Regions from separate parts of the Mus musculus genome. Here regions 1, 2 and 4 are each linked to region 3. Evidence: chromatin contacts called from public Hi-C, HiChIP or PLAC-seq and promoter capture Hi-C data. All regions are on one chromosome and are shown on one strand. The core of a region is the stretch at or near the end of the contact, and the rest is flanking DNA. Distances in the headings are between cores, read along the strand shown. Region 1 overlaps Tdrd5 (tudor domain containing 5). Region 2 has its middle 28 kb from the start of Gm30472. Region 3 holds the start of Axdnd1 (axonemal dynein light chain domain containing 1). Region 4 overlaps Tdrd5 (tudor domain containing 5).

Evidence for each region. Promoter capture Hi-C pulls out the DNA fragments that hold promoters and counts their contacts. Hi-C and Micro-C count contacts between places; a contact is called where the count stands out from the background. HiChIP or PLAC-seq counts read pairs in DNA pulled down with a chosen protein or histone mark.
Region 1: a promoter capture Hi-C map of Sertoli cells shows a contact between it and region 3, with 6 times the contacts expected there. The contact joins the enhancer-like site here to the promoter of Axdnd1 in region 3. A contact is called at or near these places in 2 of 39 promoter capture datasets (Sertoli cells and embryonic stem cells), 1 of 15 datasets of contacts at CTCF or cohesin (stem cell-derived epiblast-like cells), 45 of 484 Hi-C or Micro-C datasets (3T3-L1-derived adipocytes, the AML12 cell line, the Ba/F3 cell line and 25 more), 16 of 115 datasets of contacts at active chromatin or transcription factors (the HPC-7 cell line, the SCID.adh cell line, T-cell acute lymphoblastic leukemia and 11 more) and 4 of 9 other capture datasets (adipose tissue, embryonic stem cells, liver and 1 more).
Region 2: a contact with region 3 is called in a Hi-C map of bone marrow-derived macrophages, with 4 times the contacts expected there. The contact joins the enhancer-like site here to the promoter of Axdnd1 in region 3. A contact is called at or near these places in 2 of 39 promoter capture datasets (both in embryonic stem cells), 16 of 484 Hi-C or Micro-C datasets (3T3-L1-derived adipocytes, the AML12 cell line, the G1E-ER4 cell line and 10 more), 10 of 115 datasets of contacts at active chromatin or transcription factors (the HPC-7 cell line, the SCID.adh cell line, bone marrow-derived dendritic cells and 6 more) and 4 of 9 other capture datasets (adipose tissue, embryonic stem cells, liver and 1 more).
Region 4: an H3K27ac HiChIP or PLAC-seq map of the HPC-7 cell line shows a contact between it and region 3, with 7 times the contacts expected there. The contact joins the enhancer-like site here to the promoter of Axdnd1 in region 3. A contact is called at or near these places in 6 of 484 Hi-C or Micro-C datasets (the G1E-ER4 cell line, LSK cells, cumulus cells and 3 more), 2 of 115 datasets of contacts at active chromatin or transcription factors (the HPC-7 cell line and T-cell acute lymphoblastic leukemia) and 3 of 9 other capture datasets (adipose tissue, liver and pancreatic islet).

What each region holds. Positions count from the first base shown.
Region 1 is chr1:156,257,352-156,260,562 of GRCm38.p6, forward strand. It overlaps Tdrd5 (tudor domain containing 5), which reads right to left. Exons shown (of 18, transcript NM_001134741.1): 17 at 2,380-2,584. Among named protein-coding and RNA genes, the nearest start is that of Tdrd5, 44 kb to the right of the region's middle. Within about 2 kb of position 1,745, at least 4 of the 459 cell types and tissues checked have an H3K27ac peak or open chromatin away from gene starts, as enhancers often do. A contact at or near this core is called in the P5424 cell line, Sertoli cells and extraembryonic endoderm stem cells, where this site is marked.
Region 2 is chr1:156,240,014-156,242,797 of GRCm38.p6, forward strand. No RefSeq gene overlaps it. Among named protein-coding and RNA genes, the nearest start is that of Gm30472, 28 kb to the left of the region's middle. Within about 2 kb of position 1,253, at least 16 of the 459 cell types and tissues checked have an H3K27ac peak or open chromatin away from gene starts, as enhancers often do. A contact at or near this core is called in the SCID.adh cell line and double positive thymocytes, where this site is marked.
Region 3 is chr1:156,419,543-156,422,451 of GRCm38.p6, forward strand. Axdnd1 (axonemal dynein light chain domain containing 1) reads right to left here and starts at 1,373. Exons shown (of 26, transcript NM_001346967.1): 1 at 1,304-1,373; 2 at 793-988. The coding sequence starts at 886.
Region 4 is chr1:156,282,768-156,285,773 of GRCm38.p6, forward strand. Tdrd5 (tudor domain containing 5) reads right to left here. Exons shown (of 18, transcript NM_001134741.1): 8 at 2,619-2,827; 9 at 1,498-1,718. Among named protein-coding and RNA genes, the nearest start is that of Tdrd5, 19 kb to the right of the region's middle. Within about 2 kb of position 1,649, at least 23 of the 459 cell types and tissues checked have an H3K27ac peak or open chromatin away from gene starts, as enhancers often do. A contact at or near this core is called in the G1E-ER4 cell line, the HPC-7 cell line and T-cell acute lymphoblastic leukemia, where this site is marked.

The sequences.
Region 1 (3,211 bases), core at 495-2,994, 160 kb before region 3:
CTGGCTGCTCTTCCAGAGGCCATGAATTCTATTACTAGTGCCCATGGGGCAGCGTTTACAACCGTAGCCTCATGGGATCCAGTGTCCTCTTCAGGTGTGCAGACAAAATACCCATATACATCAAGTACATAAATGAATAAATCTTTAAAAGGTTTGAATTGAGTTTTGGTGGTTGTGTGTTCAAAGCACTTTACTACTGTATATTTTTGCCCCTCACAGATTTAAGAAGCTGACTCCTAGGCCAGTGCTGCAGTAGGTAGCATCCTACTGTAAGAGAAGAACTGTCATGTTCTGGGGCAGAGTAAACTAACTTGGCTTTATTCCACAAAGTCCTGCTTCAGTGGGGCGTACTGGGCATGCACCTATCATCTCAGCACTTCTGAGAGTAAGGAGGTTAGCAACTTCCAGGAACGTCTCAACCATGTAGCAAGGTTCAGTCCAGCATGGGTCACAGAGCAAGGGGAAACCAAAAACCAAACCAACCAACCTGCTTTAAAAGTTTCAGGTGAATTTAAATCTGGGCAGCAGTGTAGTCGGTTTGACATCCTGACAGTCAACCACTGCAAGCAACTGATAGATGGACACTGCTATCTTCAAAACAGAAATTCAATAACTTCAGAGAAAAATAAGTCAATCCCTTTTATCTTTGTGTATGTTAAGCACATAATACGTGATCTATTTTCCCTGATACTTGTGATAAGTTTTGTCACAGAAGATTTGACAGCGTGTTCTAAAAAGTAATATTCTGACCATAAAATTATGAGTAGTGCCCAGTTGAGAGAAAAAGACATAAGTATAATACAATGGTTACGTGGCTGCATAGAGAACTGTGGTGTAGATCGGGAATCGTGTCTGCTCCCCGTCTGCCTTGCATGGTTAGAAAACTGGACAAGCATCCGGAACAGAGCGTCTGCTGGGACCTGGGCCGTGGGAGAGCAGCTCCTAAGGAAATGCTAAGGTGTGTGAAACCAATGCCGAGAAGTGCAACTACTGCCTCCCGTCCCTAAAGACAGACAACATAAGATCCAGTGTCTGATGGCCAAGGACGCAGTGTTATAGGGTGTGGTTCTGATGCTTCCATTCAATCGGCATCTGCGTGTCCAGACACTCAAGGTCCTTGTCCCCAGCTGTTTTTTGATTATCAATAAAGACGCCAGAAGCCAATGGTTGGGCCCAGGGTGGGCTGCTTACAGTTGTGTGGGCAGGTCACAGGGAGGAACGGGGGGCGGGGGGGGGACATAACAGACTCAGAGATTCAGAGATCATCCAGAATGTAGGTGGAAAGGGAAAACAGCCCACAGAAGGGCAAGCCAGAAACATCTTGGTCAGCACAAACCAATGGGCATCACATAAGGTAACTGGGCAGCAAAGTTAAAGGTAGATTTGGAAGGTGTTTAGCCAGAAGTACTGGAGGGAAGGGCACAGTAGCTGCAGAAGGTTTAGAAGTGCCACTGAGCCAGCAAGGCATGTTAAAGATAAGCTAGTGTGTGTCTGTGTGTCTTTCATCTGCAGATCCTAAGAGACCCTGGGTGGGTGGCTGGTAGTGCGGTCCACCCAGAGCATAAAGCAGGGTAGATAAAACTACACACAACAAAGTCTGACTTGGAATCAGGAGACAATGACAAAGAAATCAAGACAGGACACAGACAGTAATTTTCAGAAAGAATCACAAAAATAAATACACCAAGTCAGGTGCTGGGACATTATATAGTCAAGAGGAAGAGAGAAACAACTGAAAAACAAAAGACTCCAAACAAAACTAGAGATAAAGAACAGAGCATCTGAGATCAGAGTACACACAGGACAGACACCACCCACAGTGAGCAGCACTGAGAATAAACAACTATCAAGTCAATATCAGGACAAAGTGGCCCAGTGCATGTGTGATCAGAGTCTTTAAAAAGGAGGACCAACAGGTAGTTTAAAAAGTTTCGCATGCAGTGGACATATGCCCTAGCAAAGTCACTTCCAAATAAATAGCCAACAGAAACAAAACTCTACAATATGAAGATAAAGGAAGGTGCCAGACAAGAAAACTACCTACTATGTAACAGGCACGGCGACATGCCAGAGGCCAGCATGCTAATGTCCGGACTAACTGCAAAGGGGCACAGGAAACTTGTCTGGCTAATGGAAACACTGACATTTGCCAAAACTCACAGAACCATGTACTTGAAACTTTATATAAATGTAAAGCCCCTGCAAAAGCTGAAAGAAAGCGGCAACATTAGAGAAACCTGAGCTCACACCAAGACGATCTTGGAGAGAATGGCAGCACCAGCCACCTTTCAAGGTATGTTCTCAAAGCAATGAAGGTTTTAGCAACATGACAAACTTCCGACTTGTCAACTGAGCATGCATAAGGACACATAAACATACCAGAGCCAGAGTGGTTTTCTGGAGAGTCACCCACTGCAGGGGTTGAACTGAGTGCTTTTGAGGCTGCCCGTCCGGCATGAGTCTGAATGCTGGCAGGTTCAGACTGGCTCCTCTCTGCGGACTGCTGAGACTTGATCAGAGAGATGTAGAACTCTTCCAGTTTGGGCAGTGTGGAAGAATCCAAAGGATACTGTAAATCTGGCTGCTGCAAAATGGGAGAAATTGGGTGAAGGCATGGAAAGTGACACCTTTTATGCTTCCTTACTTAGATTTCAGTTAAAAAGTAAAACTCTAGAAAAAGCACTCTTCTATGTTTTAATGAGTATCAAAATTCAACCTAAGAGGTCTTTATTGCTATTTCTATGAACAAGTATGGTACTGAGGGCTACCCTTCTTCCCGCCATTGACCAGTGTTAAATACACACACAGCAGGACAATGCAGGACCCTTATCATCCAGTGTTAAGTAACACCAACATTGAAGCACTCAAATTGCTGGCAAAAATGCAAACAGATTCAGCCGCTGTGGAAAACAGCCTGGCAGTTTCTCAAAATGTTAAACACAGAGTTATTACATATTTATCAGATTATCTGTCTAAGAGACACAGACACTTCAGCAAAGAGTAAAAGGGCAGGACAGATCTCTACAGACAGATGGCCTAGAGATTGTGCCACATATTAGGAAGAAAGGAAGACCAGGATTCAAAAAGTAGCTGGGTAAGACAGTGTGCACCAAAATTAGCAGCTAAGCACAGGAAAGGAAGGAGCCCTTCTTTCTCAGTACCACGGATGAAAGAAAGCCTGGGTATTTTCTTGTCAATAGTTTGAATCTTT
Region 2 (2,784 bases), core at 3-2,502, 180 kb before region 3:
GCGTTAAGAAGGAAAGGAAAAGAGGACCTTGAAAGATGCTAGGGCTTGAGCAAGAGAAGAAATTCTAAAGGTGGAAGGGAGGTCCTGGAAACGAAGGATATCAGGAGGAAGTGTGGTCAGGCAGTCATGTGCCGACAGGTAGGGCGGGATGACATTGGTGGGGGACAAGGAGGGATGATCAGGGGATGGGGTTGGGGGAGTAGGTTGGGGAAGCAGGACATGGTGGGGGGGCTGACTGGTGGGCTGGGTGATGTGGCAATCTCATGAGACCTTGGCAGACACAGTTTTGGTAGTGTCGTGGGTGGAATCAGAAGGGTTTAAAGAGGGGACTGGAGACATGTAGAGAATGCGGTTCAGGTGACTGGCTGGAGAAATGCCACCTGTTTGGAGCCCGCCACTACTTTCTGAATGTGACTCCTGGGTAGAGAGTACTTACCTTTCTGATGCTCAAGTCACCTATAAAAATGGAACTGTAGTAGGAGTGTTGGGAAAATGGAAAACATAGAAAGTATGTCAATTGTGATAGGTCATATCATCAACATGGCAGGATCTAGAATCATCCGAGACAAGCTCTGGGCACATCTGTCTGGGATTATCTAGCTAAAATGAGTAATGGGCAGCCTACAGGGTGTGCCTTAATTACAGCAACTGAAGTAAGTAGTAGACCTGCCCTGAATTAGGGACACCTTTCAGTGGCAGCCTAGATACAAGGACTGATGGGTAGGCTTTGTGGTTTTCTTTTTCTTTTTTTCCTTCTTGCCTTCCCATTGTCCATTATTCTATCATTTCTGCCTGCACTGCTGCCTCCATTCTCTTTGGACACTAAAGCCCAGCATCTTTAGCCCTCCTCCTCTGTGGTCTGAAGACCTGCTGGTCCCAGGAATCCAGCCTCATAGACCAAGTGGTTAGCAGATGCTCACTCTCTCCAATGTGAAGGCAGCCATTGCTGGACTACCCAGACCATACAGGTAAGCCAGCATAACTTCCCTTTCTGGATATATTCATCCTATTGGCTCTGTTCCTCTGGAGAACTCTAATAAATTTATGTAATAAGTGCCTAGTAAAGCCATACTAACCTCACTATGACACAGTATTAATCTCTGCCACATTTGGGCAAGATACTTAACTCTTGTGCCTCGGCTCTCTTACACTGTAACATATTGTAACATGTGGTCATTGTCTGCCTTATACTGTAACATAATGTAACATATCATTGTTGGAATTGGGTTTTGCCTTTCTCTTGCTGCTAGGTGGCGCTAGAGGACAAGCACTAGATCCTCTATCACACAATATAGAGTTCCTGCAGGTTCTCCTAGCCAGGACACCACAAAGTAAGAACACTCCCCCTTCCACCCCTATTCCCCAGAGCCTTGGCTACTTCATATGTGCAAAGTATGTGTTCTACATGTAGCTGTATTCTCAGCCTGAGAAAATCCTTTTGGAGATTCACAGGCATGCCTGAACTGTGAGAATTTTATATTCTTCCTGCTAGAATTCTACAATGTACCAGCCTTAGTCCTAACGGAAGATGGCCATAGATTTTCTTTTGACTGAGCTGTCTTGGTTAGTGTAATTAGAGCCTTGTTAGGGTTTTCCCACTTCTTCCAAGGAATAAAGTCACAGTTTATTGCCAATTTCTGTAAAGGGGGAATGCTCTGGCTATTTTGCATAGAGTAAAATTAGAAAATAAATTGAAACCGTGGGAAGATGACCCTATGAGAATTACCCTAAAGCTCTATTCCCAAAGAACTCACTTGGAAGTCGCTTTAACTACTTTTCCAGGTTAAAAATGAATAATTGGAGTAGAGAAGCTCCAAGCTGCATGCTAAATTCGATTTTCTATAGTGCAATGGTAGGTACCTGCACTTGCTGGCGCGGCCGCAGAGTGCTTGTCCTCGAGCGCCATCTAGCAGCAAGAAACGACAAACACAGCCTCGAAAAGGCTCCACTTGCTTGACCCTTAGAGGGAAACAAGCCATAATTTGGCTGTTCTACTCACAAAGTCTGCTCTCAGGAGGAATTCAGTGAATTCTTGGGCTTACAATCGCCACACTGAAGTCCCACGAGGTCTTTAAAGCCGCTTTTAACCCCTCTCCATCACGGACCTGCTGCTCCAGAGGGAGTGCAGCTTGTCCCATGGGTGCAGAGGGACAGAGCACACGCTGGGCAGTGCCACCAAGGCTCCCTGTCCTTTTGTCAGGCCACCTGATGCTCTACTGTCACCTTTCAAATACAAAAGGAAGTACAGTGTGCTAAGGTTTTAGCAGCTATTCCTTTTTTCTTGTCCAGCTGCTGTTCTGTGAGCAAACCTTGAGAGCAGCTCTGGGCTTCTGGGAATATGTTGCCACACCGCCCAGGGCCAACATTAGCTCCTTGCTGTGAGTAGTGCCAAAAGCTATACAGATTCCGATACAAGGCTCACATCAAATTTGGTCAGCACGCAGTGGGAGGATGCTACGGGGGCGATAAAAGAATATATGATTTCAGTGTCCATCAGTCCAACCTAGGTCGCAGTCTTCGTTTCGGCCCATTTCAGATGAGACTGACTTCACAGCACTGTAGTTCTCAGTGTATTCCCAGGACAGCGGCCTGAGGGCTAAGCCTTGATCTGGCACAGTGGCTTACCGCATGAGGTGCTAGAGAGGAAAGGGGGCTCCAGAAGCAGGAAGGAGAGAGGATGCCGGCCGGCAGAGAGTGGCAAGGGAAGTTAGGGAAGCCTCTGATTCAGGGGGTGTGCTTGCACGTCCTTCCCCGAGCCTCACCATTCTTAAGTTTGACGGTTTC
Region 3 (2,909 bases), core at 123-2,622:
AATACTTAAAGCAGGAGTAGCTAGAAGGGTGGAGGGAAGAGTGGAAGGGGGATGTGAGAACATGCAGAGAGATACAAAGTAAAAGGCCTGGGTTACACAGAGTGAGTGTACAGCCAACCCAAGCCCCAACCCCTCCACTGCCCTGCAACATAAATAGTGAATAGGTAGCTAGCTCAGGATAGAGTGCTTGCTTAGTGTAAGTCCTTGAGTTGAATCCGTACCTCCTTGAGTTGATGATGGAACTGTAGCAAAATATAAATAAGAAACAACCCAAAAAGCTCTGTGACCTTAAGACTGGAGATAGCCTCAGTCTGATGAGCAAGAGTGAGACGGTGACTGCCTTGATTCTTATTCTGGTACAGGTTCTACATTTATCATTACGTCTTTTTACATTTTTCTTGAAACAGGGTCTCACTATGTAGCTCCCACTAGCCTGGAATTTACTATGTAGACCAGGCTGACCTCAAATTCACAGAGATCACCTGCCTCTGCCTTCCAAGACACAGCCCCAAGGATGGAAATCTTAAGGAATCTCAAAAAACATCTTGAATCTTATACAAATAGGCATATTGAACTAAGTTATGTTTTTCTTATCCACATAACTATGTTTTTAAAGCTCCCTTGAAGTCAGAGAAGAAGCAACCAAACTTCATATAGCTATTAGTATTTAAATGAAGATGAAACAGTATTCTGACTTGGTGAGTGTTCAGGCTGGCTAAGGAGAAAGGGAGAACGGATTGCAAATTCTTTCAGTAGCCCTAATGGTTCTGTCCACGGCATCCTTAAGTTTACCTTTTGCCTCCTTGACTACATAGAGTTTTGCCTGTTTGGACTCAGATGTTGATGGGGAGGTCAGCGAAGTGTCCGACACTTTGTGGAGAGACATAATAATCAATGCCTGGGATCACTCTCAGAACTATTAATCCTCCAAAAAATTAATTCAAAAACAAATCAAAATCGTGTTCAGACTTTCAAGCTGTCCATAATTCTGTAGGCAAAACAAAGCAAATGAACAGAGAGATCTCTTGAGTGTTTGTGTTCAGACTGAATTTCAGAATTCATCTGGCGTGGTTTCCTTTCTTTGGGGAGCCCTCTAAGATAACTTGACATGACAGAGATGGGGTATGGGTGGGTCAGAGTCAGGGCCCAGCCCGGGAAAGTCAGGCTCCGCCTCCCTACAGACTGCGGGCGGGTCAGCGCGACCCAGCTCCGCGGGCGCGAGTGGGGCGGGGCTCCCACGGTTCTTTCAGCAAAGTCCTAGGACTGCACTGTAGGAGTGCACGACACCGGCCGCTGTACCCACAAGTTGTGTTTGCCGCCTGGCGTCGGAAGGCCATCCCTTTTCCGGAACGCCCTGCGTCGTCATAGCAACGCAGCACATTTCTGCCCCCCCCCCCACGCTCCCCGCTCCCCCCCCGTCCTAGCAACTTGCGGGCCGAGCCGCCTCCGGCAGAGCCGTCAAAAGAAAAGAGATGAAAAGGAGTCTCTACACTCTCTAGAAGTTTCCGTGTGTTTTTAGTCATGGGTAGTAGCAATAAGGAAGAATATTGAATCGGGTTGTTGTCTCGGAATGGGATAGGCTCTCGAAACCGCGCTTCCGGGTGCAGACTGCGCAAGCGCAGACCTGCGCCGGTAGAGACTCCCCGGGCCCTGCCCTTGCAGAGAGGGTGATGTAGCAATGAGACCTTCTGCTCTTGAATCTGTTCAGGGCTAGCATAATCTATGAGTTCTGAATCCGCCAGGGAAACTTAGTGACAACCTTGTCTCAAAAAGAGAGGAGGAGGAGTAAACTAGCAAACAGCCTAGTTCTGTTGTTCAAGTCACTTCTATGCACTCAGTTCGTGTTCGTAAGTGCGGTTCATCTTAGTGTCAGGTAGCTTTCTATGCCAACAGTAGCTGAAGGAGAAGACAAATACCTGAGCAGGACTTTCTCACCTAGGCTAATGGAGGTTACAAAGAAAGAAATGGGCCCCAATTTGCATTTGCAGTAGCATCGGCTCTCTAGCATTCTCTCTAAAGAATCTACTGATTGTAGGAGCAAGCACATCATGATCAGTAGTTGGCAACAATCTTCCCATTGACGCGCCTATGGAAACGAGCACAGAGTAACTCTGCTCACCCTGCATGACCTAACTGTTGCCACCCATTCCTGCAGTGCAAGGGAGATGGGAGAAATCTCTTCAGAGATTGTGTCCATTTATTGAATCAAATGGCTATTCATTGTCGTGCAGGGGCAAAGGACAGCATGGTGGGGGGGTGGGGGGGGGTGTCGGTTTATGAAGGTTTAGGGTCCACTTGGACTCAAGTTAACCAAGACTGTGCATCTGGCTTGTGACGTTGATAAAACAGTTTGTAGATTGAACAAGAGAAAGCTCTTGTGGGTGTGCCACACTCACGGTTGGCATGACTGCTCACTTTGATTTTATACTTTTAATTCTTTTAGGTTATGTATATGTGCTTATTGTGTGTGAGGGAAGATGCCCCAGAGAAGAGGGAATCAGACCCCCTGGAGTTACAGGTGGTTGTGAGCCACCTGACATGGGTTCTAGGAACCAAATTCAGGTTATCTGCAAGAGCAGTCTGCCCTCTTAGCTACTAAACCATCTCTCCAGCCCCCAAATGTTGGTTTTAAATAATGCTGTTAGAATTGCAGGCTTGAGTTTCATTTTTAATGACAACAAAATCATTAAATGGTGGAATGTGGTGGATGGAACACACTTTGTAACCCCGGCACTGGAGAGATGGAGGCAGGAGGATCAGGAGTTCAAGCCTATCTTTGGCTACATAATGAATTTTAGACCAGCCTGGGCTACATGAGAAAGGAAAAAAAAATCTTAAATTTTAATTGAGATCAGCATATTTGTGCAAAGCTGTGTTCTCAGCATCGGTGTTTATATCAATTTAAAAAC
Region 4 (3,006 bases), core at 399-2,898, 140 kb before region 3:
TTTGTATTTGAATTATGACCTAAACTAGCCTTTGGTGGGGACCCAAATGTCGCTTGCAGGAACTGGAATGATTGCTTAGTGGTTAAAGGGCATGTACTATTTCTTTTGCAGAGGACCCAAGTTCTGTTCCCAGCACCCACATCAGGCAGCTCCCAAGCACTGTAGCTACAGCTCCGGGGGATCTGGGATCTTCTGACTTCCATGGGCACGTGTAGTCACACGCACACACTCCCACACAGACACATAACAGAATCATCTTTTAAAAATAACAACCAAGGGGGCTGGTGAGATGGCTCAGTGTGTAAGAGCACCCGACTGCTCTTCTGAAGGTCCAGAGTTCAAATCCCAGCAACCACATGGTGGCTCACAACCATCTGTAACAAGATCTGACGCTCTCTTCTGGAGTGTCTGAAGACAGCTACAGTCTACTTACATATAATAAATAAATAAATCTTTAAAAAAAAAATAACAACCAAGCCAAGCAGGGCAGCACACACCTTAAATGCCAGTACTTTGGGGGGTAGAGGTAAGAGGGTATCTGTGAGCTTGAGGCCAGCCTGGTCTACATGGTGAGACCCTGTCTCCAAAAACAAAACAACAACAATAAAAAAAAGTAGTTGATTTTCTTTCTTTTGTTTTTTTGTTTTTTTTGTTTTTCGAGGCAGGGTTTCTCTGTGTAGCTCTGGGTGTCCTGGAACTCACTCTGTAGACCAGGCTAACCTCGAACTCAGAAATCCACCTGCCTCTGCATCCCAAGTGCTGGGATTAAAGGCGTGCCACCACCCGGCAGTAGTTGATTTTCAATGTAATACCATTTGCATTAAAACTACTAATGTGATGATAAAGATTACACTTTACTTTAAAGTTTAAAATTCCTATGCTTAAAAAAAACTACAAAACAAACAACGTGCCTCTAACCTATAAATTCTACTTGCCCAAGGACAGACAACTTCCAGACTGCCAGGGGTTATTCTTGTAATTGCCTGCTCTTGTATTTTAAAGATAACAAGTGTTTTCGCTTCTCTAGACAAGCTTGCTTGCCCCTGGCTGCACATAGGAAGGGTCTGTGTCTGACTGCACATGGGCTGAATGTGTGCCGATTCCAGGTAGGCAGGAGGTAGGTACACCACTATGTGCTCTTGCCCTTGATTACACAAAGGCAGGAAGTCACATAGATACATACAGATACATAGAGAGTTTGGTACAACTCATAGTTTGAGTATCTACAAAGGGATTTGGAATATACTTGGTATATCGATATGAAGGACTATTGCACATGCTTGGATTAGAAAAATATAGCTATTTTTCATGAAAATGTTATTTATCATACCTCACATGGATTTTTAAAACAGGTATTTTAATTTTTGCAGTTTAAGTTTCTGTCTGATAAGCATCAGTAAGCAAAAGCTTTTTGTTAGTTTAGGAGTCCCAAGACCAACTCATCTGAGAACTCCTGATTAAAGCTAAGCTGGAACAGTGAGGGCAGGAGGCGCCTACCGCATTTCAATCATCATGTCTTCAAGTAGTTCTGAGGAATCTCTGCTGTAGATCCGGATGTAGAACTGACTAGGGGAGATTATATACTCCACGAAGACCCCCACAAGGGTGCTGGTATCTAATGGAGGAAGTCTGCACAATTTCTTGGCACGCACAGCGTCTGGTGGGATATCGTGGTTTGCCACTGACAGGCTGAGCTGCGGTTTGTTTGTTTCTACCTGCTACAGGGAAGGCAGGGAGAGAAAGAAACCGTAGAAAGACATTAAAGGGACATTTCAAATCCCTCAAACTCTTTCACGAATCAGCCTTATTGCAGTCCCTGGGCTCAAGGCAGATTCATGACTGAGAATGCTTTAGAATGCTAAAATACCATTTACAGCCACCACTTAAAGACATCCTTCAAGTACTCCATTATGGAAATATTGGCCAAAAAGTTAAGAGTGTTAGGCAAGTGTCCCCAAGAAAAAGGGGAGACATTCAGGTGGAGTACGGCAGGTCCTCCTACCTAACCCTACCCTTAGTCAAGGGTAACTTTAGTAGATGGATCTTAGGGACTTTTCCATCAAAAGGTTTTGCAGCACTTTCATCCTAACACTTGCTCTTTCCTCTAGGCCTTCTTCCTATTGTCCTGAAGAAAAAAACAGCAGGCTCTTAAACTGCTCATCCCAGTGAAGAGCCTGTTAGAGTGAGGAACAAAAAAGTCACAAGCAGAGACGCAAACACAGAAAGAACCGTGGGAGGCTGTCATGAAGGAGAAGAGTTAAGTAAACAACAGAGGAACAGGGAACAGGGCCAGGGCCGAGGCTGGGCCAAAGCAGGCTCTGCACCCTCTAAAGCCCCAGGCTTTCCAGCCTCGACCTTAAGGCTCACTAATAGAGACATTTACAGTGCTGTCAGGGAACTTACATTTCAGGCACCCAAAAAACTTTAACACCACGAGTGTGGGAAATGAAAAAACAGAAAAATGCCACAAAAAAGAACTGGTCTTTTCCAAGGACAGGTGTCCCTAGATTTATTTTTTTTTCTAGCGAGCACCTGGTTTAAAGAGGCATTCACTCGGTTACTGAGCCTCCTACACAATGTAACGCAATGTAACACAATGTAACACACTACCCACTCACCAGCTGCAGAGGCTTGACCACCAGATTAGGCTTCTTGTATATCTTCTGTTCTGGCTCCTTCTGGTTCTTCAAAGGGCAATCCCACGTGGTCTTCTTAACTGCTACAGTGGATAGTGAATTTCTGGAGAGACTGGAAGTCCAAGGGTTAGCTTCTGTTTTCTTGTCTGGTTGAACTAAACACGAATTTCTGACTGATGAAAGCGGTCCACCTGAAACAGTCAGAGTGGTTACAGTGTGGGACCACTGCCCCTGAGTGGGCCGTGTGCCAGGCACCAGGAAGGGACACTGGCAAGGGGAACTTGTCCCTGGAAACCTTGCAGATGGAGAGACACCAGGGATGACGCACTAAAAGAGGAACAAACTGTAAAATTCTCACACTGGGGAAACA